Linked DNA regions of Capra hircus: region 1 is linked to region 2. A link is a contact called in public Hi-C data. All regions are on one chromosome and are shown on one strand. The core of a region is the stretch at or near the end of the contact, and the rest is flanking DNA. Distances in the headings are between cores, read along the strand shown.

Region 1 (6,848 bases), core at 837-3,336, 140 kb before region 2:
TTATGAATCTTCTCTAAAGAATCCTGTTCATCAAATATACATCAAAGGGAAATGAAAACCATCTGGATGCACGCCAGGTTTGTAACAAAATCCACATGTAAGTTAAAAGCTTAAAATATTCTTAGTTTACTATTCCTTTTCTCTCTCTCTGTTGCCACACAGATGACAATATCTATTAGCTTATGTCCACAGAAGCTAGTACTTTAGTACTGCTATCAAGGAAATTCAGAGAAAGGTAAGTGTGTGTGATTCACTTAAAGATATATGTTAATTAGGGTTATGGTTCAGAGGGCATTTGCTAAAATGATCATAATTGCAAATTATATATTACATTAAGTCACTTATTACATTTCACAAGTTATTTTCTGTTTTCCACTATGCTGCTGGATGTTGGAAGTCACTATACCCCCAGTTGTTGCTTCTTTTTATGCAACTCCCTTTAAATTCTAGACTTGCCCCTTAAAAGACAGAGCCTAGGACTTCCCTGGTGGTCCAGTGGTTAAGAATTTGTCTGCCAATGCGGGGAACATGGGTTTCATCCCTGGTCCGGGAAGGTCCCATAGGCCATGGGGCAGCTAAGCCCATGCACCACAACTGCTGAGCCCATGCGCCTAGAACCTGTGCTCTGCAACGAGAGAAGCCACCACAATTAAAAACTCACACACCACAGCTGCTTGCCCTAACTAGAGAAAGCCCACATGCAGCAATGGAGACCCTGCGCAGCCAAAAATACTACCTGATGCAAAGAGCCGTCTCATTGGAAAAGACCCTGATGCTGGGAAAGACGGAGGGCAGGAGAAGGGGGGCGACAGAGGATGAGATGGTTGGATGGCATCACTGACTCAATGGACATGAGTTTGAGCAAACTCTGGGAGATAGTGAAGGATGGGGAAGCCTGGCATGCTGCAGTCCACGGGATTCGAAAGTAGACACAACTGAGCAACTGAACAATAAAAGCCAAAAAAAAAAAAAAAAAAGAGAGAGAGCCTGAAGCTGACTCTGAGTTTCACTGGATGCCCCTTTCCCCTTCCTGTTTCCCTCTTTGCACCGTGACCTGATTTGAGGGTCCTTGGATGTCCCTCCATCCCTGATAGAAATCTCAGCCAGAGGCCCCAGAAAGCCCTGAGGCAGGAGATGAAGTCACCATGGTTCTGGATGAGACAGGGTGGGGATCTTCCAGCTGGGGGTCTGTGGATAACGGGCCCTTGGTTTCTAGCTTCTAGGATCCTTATGGCAGAGAGGGAGCAGGGCTTGATGTTCTGAGAAGAGAGGGCTGCTTAGTGGAGGTTGGGGTGGGGGGCGCGGAATCATGACCCCTGCTGTCAGCCTCTGCATCGCCACTTGACTGTCTTCTGCCAGAAACCCATAGTTGGGTATCATCTCTGATGACCATGAAGTGAAATGACACCAGAGTTGTTCAGTGTGCAGCCTGGGCAACTGTTACCAGGAACCCTGGGCCAACCACAATTCTCTAAACCCTGGGCCAGTTATTTTGTGTGATCCCATCAGTTCCCCACAATTACCCTCAGGGCAGTGGTTATTTCCTCCACAGCATAAAAGCTGCCGGGGGTGATGGGGGGAGCTTTCACTCGAGAAGTGCCTAGAGGGAAGAAGACCCTGCCCCAGTTCCTTGTGGCCCACAGAGGCTATAGAAGGAGACCCCGGGTTGCGGCCCTGCCCTGTGAAATAGCAGGGGATAGGGGAGTGATGGGAGCCAAGAAGCCTCCCATGCAGAGAGCGAGAGCGCGCCACCAAGTGGTGGAGGTGGGGATGACAGACAGTCACTCAGCTCTGGACTCCCCAGGCTCCTGGCATCATCTCTCCTGGGGTTACATGGTTGGAGTCGGTCACAGTGACAGGATTAGAAAAAAGCAGTCAACACGTAACAGAGCCTTTGGTCGCCCTGAGGGGGCTGGAGACTCGGACTGCTGGCAGGGGCCTATGGAGGACACAGGTGGCAAGTTTAAGGCCTACCCAGGGACACCGTTCACTTGTCTGTGATGGGAAGAAATCAACTGGCAGTAGCAGCCCAGATCAACAGACCAAGCAAGACCCTACCGCGTCTCAGAGGAGCTTGACCAGGGCGAGGAGGACGAGGGAGGGGGCGTGTCCAGTGTGGGACACGCCCCCTCCCTACTCTGCTCGGGGTTCTCAGAAGGTGAGCAGGGCAGCCTGTGTGCCCCTCACCTCCTGCACCCCTCCTCCTCTGATGGGGCAGAGAAAGAGCCTGGCTTTGCACTGGAGAGTGACGTTCCAAAGTAAATGGATCCTTTTATTACCTGTGAGATGTTCAGGAAGTAAAACAATCTGCTCTAGCTATTATCAAGTGAAGAGAACAGTGGTCAGAATGAATAAAATTGCTTCTTGTGTGCGCCTCCGAAGGAATGGAAACTCCACAATAAACAGATTCTGAGTCACAACCACAGTTGAGCAAGAGCTTCAGACAGGAAGTGGACCGAGGAGAGATAATTGCAAGTGTGGGTGTAGACATAATGTGTGTGCTCAGTTGCTCGGTCGTGTCCTTACCCTTTGTAGTCCCATGGACTGTAGCCTGCCAGGCTCCCGTTCATGGGATTCTTCAGGCAAGAATACTGGAATGGGTTGCTGTGCCCTCCGCCTCCAGGGGATCTTCCCAACTCAGGGACTAACAGTGTGTCTCTTATGTCTCCTGCGTTGGCAGGTGAGTTCTTTACCACTATCGCCACCTGGGAAGTGTAGAGATAATAAGAACCATTTATTTGCAGAAATGCAGAATTGGGATCAAACCCAAGTCTGACTCTGGGGTCCGAGACACCTGCCCCAGTGTCCTCTCACGACCGAGTGTTTGCCTGGTGTTCTCTCGCTGTGACAGAATGGCTTGGTAAACCCAGGAAGTATCAGTATTGAATAGATCTAAAGACAACTTGAGGACTCAGGTCTGCAGAATATTTATTCATAGAACTGACAACTGCCAAATCAGTCAATAAGAAAGCAAGGAAATGCTGGGCCACATGGAACAAATTTACCAGGTTAATAATGGACTCTTTGTTTGCCTCTGAGATATCTCAGCCCCTTGGGCACAATCCTCCCGGATGGTGACATTGATCTTGGTGGGGTAGGGGTGGGCAATAACAGTGACTCCTGCCCCACCCCCACCACTCTTACTCACTAATGGTCAACACTTGCCTTCAGCCAGGTCAAGTCCGCTGCAAAGTTGGGGAGAGGGCATCAGGCTGCATATAGGAGAGGGCATCAGGCTGCATATTGGAGAGGGAGACAAGTCAGCACATTTCTTGCCCTCACTTCTTGCCTCGGGGCTTCCCAGGTGGCACGAGTGGTAAAGAACCCACCTGCCAAGGCAGGAGGCTTAAAAGATGAGGGTTCGGTCCCTGAGTCGGGAAGATCTGGAGGAGGGCATGGCAACCCACTCCAGTATTCTTGCCTGGAGAATCCCATGGACAGAGGAGCCTGGCGGGCTAGGTCCATGGAGTCGCAAAGAGTCAGACATGACTGAAGTGACTTAGCATGCACGTTGCCTCTAATATCAAAGGAATAAAGGCAGTGATCTTCAAGTGGTACCAGATGTTCTACAATCTCCTCTTGCTCTCCAGACCCTTCGGTGCCCAATTCAATAAAAAAGAGCACGTGACCCAGTCTGAGTGCCAAGCAGGCAGGTCACACAGCAGCGGAGGTGACAGGTGAACCACATACTCCAGCCTCATGTCCATGAAGAGACTTTTGCCTTCTTTGTGAAGGACTTTGTGCATGTGGACAGCATCACAAAGATGCCCTGACAGCATTAAAGGAAGATATTTGTCCCCCAAATTCAAGCCTGCACCCCTACCACCAGCCTGGAATGAACACGGCATCATTCTTTACAACAATGTCCTGCGATTATCCAGAGCCCAACAAAACATTCTCTTACTCTGTGTTTGTAAAAGTATCCACTTGTGGGTGTCAAAAATTAAAACTAACCAACAGTTTGATAATTCTCTTTGAGAACTTTCTGGAAATGCCTGGGTCTCTCTTGACCCTGTCACATGGAGAAGAAACCAGGGTGGAGATGAAGATAAGCCAAGCTTGGGTATTTAGTGCAGCTTTACTCAGGCACTGCCTTGTATTCACCCCCTTTAGTTCATGGGTTCCTCAAGGAACTATTTTTCATAGCTATCCACTTTCCACTGCCCCATTCTTGTAGCTCCTCCTTTTGGCCTCATTTTTGTGTTTGGCGCTAGTGGTAAAGAACCTGCCTGCCCATGCAGAAGACATAAGAGACACAGGTTCAATCCCTGGGTCAGAAAGATTCCCTGAAGTAGGAAATGGCAACCCACTCCAGCATTCTTGCTTGGAGAATCCCATGAACAGAGGACCCTGGCGGGCTACAGTCCATGCGATCACGAAGAGTCACACATGACTGAACAGACACAGATACCTATGGGTAAGATCTTCCTGGTAGGGGACCCAGGGCCACCCCTTCTAAATTTGTTTTCTTTTTTTTTTTAAAGACTCATCTGTTCTTTAATTTTTGGCCAGTTCAGTTCCAGTCACTCAGTCATGTCTGACTCTTTGCGACCCCATGAGCTACAGCACGCCAGGCCTCCCTGTCCATCACCAACTCCCGGAGTCCACCCAAACCCATGTCCATTGAGTCGGTGACGCCATCCAACCATCTCATTCTCTGTCGTCCCCTTCTCCTCCTGCCCTCAATCTCCAAATGCCCAAAGCTCCCAAATCAGGAAACCTGTAACCTTGCTCACAGATGAGAATGGACAACAGCAGTAGCTACTGTGGAGAGGCTGGGCTTTGTGCTTACCTGTTTGTATCTGTCATCTCCAACACTCCTGTGTGGTGTCGTTATCCCTGCTTTATAGATGAAACCAAGAGAGCTCATAGAACTGAGTCCAAACATGTACATAAGCCCTCCCCCAGTGACAGGAAAACCATCTGAAGGGAAAGTGACACTGAAGGGTCAAAAAATCATCATCTTGGTATAAACAGTAATGAATTATAATAAATTCTGACTCAGAAATTGCTGAAGAACAGGATCTAAGAATATTTACTTGCCAGGAGCCAGCACACGAGGTCCCACCCATGACAAGGTCATGAGGAGAAGACCTGACAAGCAGGCAGATTAGGACTCCAGGGATTTCGAAAAGCTGCCCTGGCACTCACCTTAAAGATGATATCTGTCTTTCTGATGCTTGCTATACTAGACTGCTCCCTAATTTCTGTGACACAAGCAGAAGGCCTTCCCCGATCTCTTTGCAAACAAATCAACTTGAAACTTTAATCAATATGTCCCTCGGATGGTGGCATCCTATAAGATTATCCGGGATAGGAAGAGTATTTCAATCTAAACCCCTTTTGCTAGCATTTTAGTTTGCTTGACAAATGTGTTTATGCCCTTGGTATTAATGCACATGACTGTTCACAACACCTTAATCATAAACAGCATAAAGAACCTGAACACACAAAAAAGCCCTAATAGGCACAGAGCCCTTCGGGGGGTGAAGAAGCCCTATTACAGAACATAAAAAATATTATTCTATAAAGTTGTTACTGGATCCATGTTTGCTTGCTGTGTTTTTGCTCTTAATGTGCTGCTGCTGCTGCTGCTAAGTCACTTCAGTCGTGTCCGACTCTGTGCGACCCCAGAGACAGCAGCCCACCAGGCTCCCCCGTCCCTGGGATTCTCCAGGCAAGAACACGGGAGTGTGTTGCCATTTCCTTCTCCAGTGCATGAAAGTGAAAGGTGAAAGTGAAGCCGCTCAGTGGTGTCCGACTCTGTGGGACCCCGTGGACCCCATAGAGCCTACCAGGCTCCTCCATCCATAGGATTTTCCAGGCAAGCGTACTGGAGTGGGGTGCCATCGCCTTCTCCTCTTAATGTGTTAAGGTTGTACAATAAAAACTATTGTTAATATAGTTAGGGATTTAGAAAATAAGAATTTAGCCCTAGTGTGAAAATAATAAGACAATTGTATAAATTTAGCTGGTGACTTCTGCAAAAGAACTGGCCTTTCTGTTACATTTCTACTATGTTGCAACCTGCTGTACCCTTACCCTATGAGACTGCAACTTTTCTGTTAAGCTCAAGGCAAAGAATAGATTATAGAAAACAGGGTTTACATTCACCTAGCCTGCGGGAAAAGGTCATAAAATGCCGATAGGCCCCAAGGCCAGAAGACAATGCACAAAAATATACTATGGAAAAGACTCTCATAAACAAAGAAGAATGCAGAAAACATCCTGGGTGTCGTAAAGGACAAACTGATGTAACGTTAAACTAACTTTTACTTGTTCATCCTTAACGTGCAAACTCAGGGTATAAAAACTCCTTGAGAAAATAAAGTAGCAGACCCTGCTTCATACCCGAGCTTGGTCTCTCTCTCTCTCGCTGATGCTGTCCATCCTGAGGGTAGCCTTGGATACTGCTGAGGCTGCACCCAGCATTTACTGGTAAAAGATAGATGTTCGAAGAGGACCTATCTTCTATCATTGCCTTTAATAATTAAATGCTTGCTACTTATAAATTCAGTAACTTTAACAAATTCTTATTCTACACAGATATAGGCAGGTTTGTGTTATCTAACTGCAAATCTAATTAGGTTTAAAATCCTAAAAGTAGAACATTTAAGCTAAATCATAACTTTCCTAACACTTTTTTCAGTTTTTTTTTTCCTTTTATGATGGCACCTCATGGAGACAGGTTAACATGTGCAACCTTAGAATCATCACTGATTTCCTCTGTTCGTGTGTGTGTGTGCATGTGTGTGTGCTGTGCCACATGGCTTGTAGGACACAGCTGTGGGATTGTAGTTCCCCGACTAGGGATTGGATCCATGGCCCTGGCAGTGAAAGCCTGGATT
Region 2 (6,587 bases), core at 2,749-5,248:
ATATGGGAGATGAGACAGCAGGGAGCAGACCCCAAAGGGTGTATTTAGAACGGAGGATGAGCTTCCTTATGGGCTGAGGGGCAAGAACAAGGAGGAGAGGAAGAGATGAGGAAGCCTGGGGACGTTTGATAGATGGAGTCACTGTCAGAACCCCAGGGTCAAGTTCCACCAGATACCATACATGGCAGGAGGAACAGGAGTCCTGGTTTGATGTGGTCCAGAAGGAGGCAAGGGGTCAGCTTCTGGTTTGAAGTCAAGTGACCTTACTTGTCTGGGAAATTGAAGGCAAGGTCACTGGCAAGGGGGCTGAGGAGGAGACAGGAAAGCTGTAGCCAAACCAGGTCTCAGCAAGAGTGACCCCGGGTCCTGCAGGAGGCTGGCTGCGGGGAGGAGGAGGGGCTGGGAGGGTGGTTCCTAGTCGGGGGAGGGAAAGGAGAGGACGGCAGGTTGCTGACCTGCCGCCCTCTCCGTGGTCCTGCTTTACTCGAAACTGCACTACTCTATCGACAGATGGACCCAGGAGGTTCCCCATCTAATGGTGAGGGTCGGGGGCCCAGGAAGTGATCTTGGAGCACAGAATCCTTCAGAGCAAAGAACGAAGCATCCTGGTAACCACGCAGAGGGTGAGCAATCTGCTGTCGGTCCCCACTGGACACGGACTGGAAAGTCAGAGGCTCCTCCTCCTCCCCTCTAGAGTGTGTGTGTGTGCGCGTATAAGAGATAGAGGGAGAGAGAAACAGAATGCGAGCATGAATCTCTGTGCTTGCCAAGCTGGCAATCCCTGCCCTGGACCTGCCTGACTCTTACCTGCAGAAGCCTCCATGCCAGGCTCTTCTATAGGACTTAAATGTGCAGCTTCTCTGCCTCCAGAGCTGAGAGCCTGGAAATAGCAGCCTGACTTCAGGACTTAACCAGCCCTCCCCAGGAAGACAACCTGCCTGTCAGAGTCAGACCTCTCTCACGCACCGAGGCAAGTCCTGCCCCAGCATCTGTCTGACCAGGAAGAGAAGTCACCCAGCCTTGGTTTGTGCCTGTCTTTCTATTCTTGGAGTGGAGGGGGAACTGTTGCCAGCTGATTAGGACCTCCAAACTGGGCTGGTTTGTTGAATGGCTTGTCTTCTCAAAGGTGCCCCCCTCGGCCCCTGGCATGTGTTGGTAACTTGGTGGGTACGTGGACATTAAGTGGGTGATTCAAAGGAATATGAGAGGATTAGCAGCTTCTGGGTACTTGGGGGGGCGGTGTATGTCAGACTGCTGGAAGATGCCTGCCTCTATAACAATTTTAGTTTTTTGGTTGTCCCTGCTGGGGCTGTGCAAGTCCAGTGACAGTCACCTCCTCTCACTGTGAAGGTAGCTCCATCTCAGGCATTATTGGCTTTACTTTATTGAATCTGCTTCTATGTCTTTAATATCACTATTCCTCTTTTGTCATTTACTTATTCACTCAGTATTCCATATCCTTGAATAAAGTCTAACAGACATCCATGGTATTCACTGGCTTGGAGGGTAGCAAGTTCTATCATTGCTGTTTTTTTTCCCCTGAGGCTGGAATTTGTAAAAGAAAATAACCAGGAAAATGACCAGCTGGTGTGGTAATCCAGATGACCTTTAAGATTCCATCCAACCTTGAGAGGTTAAGCTTCTATGATTAATCAACGTATTGAGCCAATCATAAGAAAGCTAGAAATAGGCTCTCTCTATCACTGCCTAAGCAGTTCTGATGAAGTGATTTGGAAGAAGAAACATTATTATTTCCTCTAACTGAGGGACTTTCTCTGGGGTATTGACAGTTACAGAAGAGCAATGACTCCCGTGCCTGGGGATGTGCCGGGTAATGGACAGGGGCTCAGCGAGATGCAAACAGGTTTTATGGAGAAGGTGCTGCTGCTGCTGCTGCTGCTGCTAAGTCACTTCAGTCGTGTCCGACTCTGTGACACCCCATAGATGGCAGCCCACCAGGCTCCCCCATCCCTGGGATTCTCCAGGCAAGAATACTGGAGTGGGTTGCCATTTCCTTCCCCAGTGCATGAAAGTGAAAAGTGAAAGGGAAGTCGCTCAGTCGTGTCTGACTCTTAGAGACCTCATGGACTGCAGCCTACCAGGCTTCTCCATCCATGGGATTTTCCAGGCAAAAGTACTGGAGTGGAGAAGGTGAGCCTTGTGAAAAGAGTAGAACAGTGTGAGAAGTTGAAAACCATCTGCCGTGGGAAGATGGACGAAGAAGTCAGTGCATACCACCTTAACTTCAGTGGAATCAGGGTTCAGGATGTGGGCAAGAGAGGCTGACTTGGGTTGGGGTGTACGGAGCTCTGGTCACGGCAATGCAAGCCCAGTGAGCATGTCCGAGCCCTTTGAAATGAAAAAGTGTTAGTCACATGTCTGACTCTTTGCAACCCCCATAGACTGTAGTCCGCCAGTCTCGTTTGTCCATGGAGTTCTCCAGGCAAGGATACTGAAGTGGGTAGCCATTCCCTTCTCCAGGGGATCTTTCCGACCCAGGGATGGAATTCAGGTCTCCTGCAGTGCAGGCAAATTCTTTACCATCTGAGCCACATGGAAGCCTTGAATCCTTTATATATGTAATACTTTTTGCATAGTTTTCCCTGTGCACCCCCTTCATCCAGACCCACTTTACAAATAGGGTCATCACCCTGCAGGCACCACCCCCCTAACCTGCCAGTCCAGGCATGTGGAAGATTGAAGGGTTTGGGGCTCTTTCTCTTTTCATATCTTTCTAACAAGAGGTGGAAATTTACTCTAATTACTGCTAATTACCTGGAAGAGTTTCTCCTTTGGTTTCCAGTGACAAATTAAATTATCATAGCGGACTAATTACAAGATATGCAAGTGTGAGTCTTCTTGCAGGAATATGTCCACCGGAGTCGACTGAATCTCATTTGCATATTCTTCCAGAGGGTCTTGGATGTCTCTGGTTGAATCTTTATATGGTGCAAGTTCAGCATGCCTTGATTTCTACTTCTTTTCCCCCTATTCTTATGAGTGGGAAAAAAAAAACAACATGCTTTTATTTAGTGCCCTTGGTGGGAAGGTGAAACAGATTATAGTCTTGGGATCTGCAGCCATGATACTGGTTGGAAGGAGAAGGGAGTGAAGCTGTGCATGGAGGAACCTCCTAGAACTCTGGATCTAGGTGAGACTGGCTTTGGTGTAGGGCACCTGGGCCTTGTCACCACCTGTCTTTCACAGACCTTAGTTGTGACTGTGGCAGAGCAATGACAGTCACAACCTACAAAACACAAGCCAGTACTGGCCGAGTCGCTCATACACAATTATCTTTCTATTTGCCACCGCTGAGTGGCACTAGAACACGTTATAATTGAGAAGCTGAGATGTGAGCTTGAATTCCAACTTCATCAGTTGTTAACTGTGTTGTTGTTCAGTTGCTAAGTTGTGTCCGACTCTTGGCGACCCCATGAACTGCAGCACACCAGGCTGTCCTGTCCTCTACTTATCTCCTGGAGTTTGCTCAAATTCATGTCCATCGAGTCAGGGATGCTATCTAACCATCTCACCCTCTCCCACCTCCTTCTCTTTTTGCTTCAGTCTTTTCCAGCATCAGGGTCTTTTCCAGGGAGTCAGCTCTTTGCCTCAGGTGGCCAAAGTATTGGAGCTTCAGCTTCAACATCAGTCCTTTCAGTGGATATTTAGAGTTTATTTCCTTTAAGATAGACTGGTTTGATCTCCTTGCAGTCCAAGGGACTCTTAAGAGTCTTCTCCAGCACCACAATTCAAAAGCATCAATAACTATGTGGCCTTGGGCAAATCAGTCAATTTTTCTGATCATCAGTATTTTTAATTTAAATAAAAAGGATAATACTATACCCTTCCCTGTACCTTCCTAGGATTGATGGGAAGTCCAAATGAGGTCAAAGGTGTGAGGCACTGGAGGTGATGCCTTCTTGCGTCAAGGAGGCATCACCCTAAGAACACTTCGCTGGGCTCACTCAGGTTCTGAGGTGAGAAGGAACCAGGGAAATCTGCCGTGCTAGCTCTCCAGGCCCTGCTGGGGGAGTGGTCCCAGCTTCAACCCACAGCCAAGCCCAAGCCGGCCTTCCTTCTGATGTCCAGCAGCCGCCAGACCACTCCTCTGAAGCCATGGGTCCCTCCCGTCTTGCGATCCCGTTCAAGACAAAGATCGGGCTCTGGTGGCTTCTTCTGATCCCGGCAGGTGAGCAGGGGCGGTCCCCAGGGCATCCTGGCACACATGTGAGCGCACATGCCTCGGGTTGAAACTGCTGCAGGTGCGTTGGTGGTGACCCGCGAGTCTCAGGGTAGCTGTTCCATCGCGGGATGGTAGGGGGCGCTCGCTGCGGGCATCTGAACCTCGCAAGCCCAGTTCTCCCCATCTGCAAAATGCTAACTGTGCTGTGACCCTCCCAGGGCTCCTGGGGGTGCGGCCTGGAATGAAGGCTAGTGACTAGCACCTGAGATACATACATGGCAGCTGCTATCGATGTTTTGAATTTTAGAGCGGTGGTTCTCGACCTACTCAGGCAGGAGAACCCTGAAGAGATGAAACTGTTTGCAGAACAGGGTGAAACCAGACAAGGGTGATTCCATCAGACAATCTGGGGACACTTTACCTAGCTGATGAGAAGGAGCAGATACCAGTGGTTTGAGGAAAAACAGGGGAGATTCTCCGAGTGGCAGAGAATTTCATGGTTAGCATTAGAGGTTCCTTATAAGAGGATGGGGGTGAAAGTTCCCGGGGCCAGCTCACCCCTCACAATCAGGTGCCTCTCACAGTTTGCTGTCCCTTGGGTCTCCTCAGTTTCAGGCTTAATCTTTTCCCTCTGTCTGACTTCTTCCCACTGCTCTGCACCCCTCTGAGTACTTGTTTTCACCCCTTATCCGTTGTTGTTGCTGTTCAGTTGCTAAGTTGTGTCCGACTCTTTGTGACCTCGTGGACTTTGGCACGCCAGCCTTCCCTGTCCTTCACCATTTCCTGGAGTTTGCTCAAACTCATGTCCATTGAGTCGATGATGCCATTCAATCATCTCATCCTCTGCTTCCCCCTTCTCCTCCTGCCCTCAATCTTTTCCAGCATCAGGGTCTTTTCCATTGAGTCAGCTCTTTGCATCAGGTGGCAAAAGTACTGGAGCTTCAGCTTCAGCATCAGTCCTTATCCAGTAGTCACAGAGTAACTGATATTGCTTGAGTGCCGACTATGCACTGATTGGTTGCTTTGTAAGTTCGAACAGACGTTATTATATTTCATTCTCAGCAGTGTTTTGACATAGGTACGGGATTAGTGTGCCCATTTTGCAGGTAAGGAAACTAAGGTTCAGTGAGGCTGAGTGGCTCTGGTTGGACGGGAGAGGGAGCCAAGTGCCCAGCACCACGGACTCCTGGAAACCCCCATCTCCCTTCCTGTCCAACAGTATCCTCGAAGAGGGCCCCCCACACCCACGCTGAGGACCGCCTCTTCAAACACCTCTTTAGGGGCTACAACCGCTGGGCAAGACCGGTGCCCAACACCTCGGACGTGGTGATCGTGCGCTTTGGGCTGTCCATCGCCCAGCTCATCGATGTGGTGCGTCTGTCCTACCATCCTTCCCCCTTGGGATCAGCCCTGGGCACGGACCCCTTTCCAGGGCTCCTCTGTTCCTCCCCATCTCCAGTGCTCCCAGTCCGCCTCAGTCAGAGCTTCACCCTTCAGCATCACAGGTGTTCAGTCTCCCTCCCACTCTCAGCCCTGGAGCCCCTCCAGGGAGGACGGTGATTGGCAGCAGTGGGTTTTCTAAATGCCCTCCTTGTGTCACCTGACATAAGCCCAGAGGACCCAGAGGCCCGTGTGATCCTGAAGAATCTGAGTGAGGAGGGCACTATCAGGAGGGGCGGAGGGTGGGCTGGACTTGGGGCATCATGTCAAAGCTTCTTTGGCGAGTGGGATCCTGAATCACCTCCTCCCACTCTGCCCTGTTTCCTGGGACTCGCTCCTCAGTCTAACTGCTTTCTCTCCCGCTACTGGTCAGGATGAGAAGAACCAAATGATGACTACCAACGTCTGGCTAAAGCAGGTGAGTGTCCCTCCCCGGGGCAAGGCAGGAGCAGGGTGGGAACTCATGAGCTCCAGACCCTCCCAGGACTCTTTCACTAGCAGCATGATTCTAAACTCATGTTCTGCCTGAGACTTGCCACTCAGGACCCTTCCAAAGCCAGCTGATTTCAGGCCGCTTCTCGCGAGGGGCTGCGCTCCTGCGGCCAGGCTCTGAGTCCAGTATAGAGATTCCACCGACAAGAGCCGCATGGTTCCCTTTCCGGGAGTGGACATTGCCTACATCCCTGCTACATGTGCAGGTCAGCTCACTGAACTGTCACTGAAAACATGGGCAGTTTTATTCTGTCCGCTTTACAGCCGAGGGAAATAGAAGCAGGGTGCTAGAAGAGAGGCCAGGTGTGTCCCACTGTGTATCCCAGGCTCCTTCTACTGGAGAACACCGAGTGCTCTGTGTCTACACTGCCTAACAGGTTTCCCCAGACCTCACTGGCTTAGAGCAACAGATAGCTTATTATAGCAAGAGATTTCATGGCCAGGCATTTTAGTGCTTTGCTTGGAGACTCCT

What was found. A called contact is a pair of places that touch in the nucleus more often than the background predicts.
Region 1: a Hi-C map of blood shows a contact between it and region 2, with 2.3 times the contacts expected there. The contact joins the enhancer-like site here to the promoter of CHRNA2 in region 2. A contact is called at or near these places in 4 of 5 Hi-C or Micro-C datasets (blood and liver).

What each region holds. Positions count from the first base shown.
Region 1 is chr8:74,498,054-74,504,901 of ARS1.2, reverse strand. No RefSeq gene overlaps it. Among named protein-coding and RNA genes, the nearest start is that of APTX, 63 kb to the left of the region's middle. Within about 2 kb of position 2,086, at least 2 of the 5 cell types and tissues checked have an H3K27ac peak or open chromatin away from gene starts, as enhancers often do.
Region 2 is chr8:74,362,461-74,369,047 of ARS1.2, reverse strand. It overlaps CHRNA2 (neuronal acetylcholine receptor subunit alpha-2), which reads left to right and starts at 3,998. Exons shown (of 6, transcript XM_005684036.3): 1 at 3,998-4,189; 2 at 5,403-5,554; 3 at 5,997-6,041. The coding sequence starts at 4,117.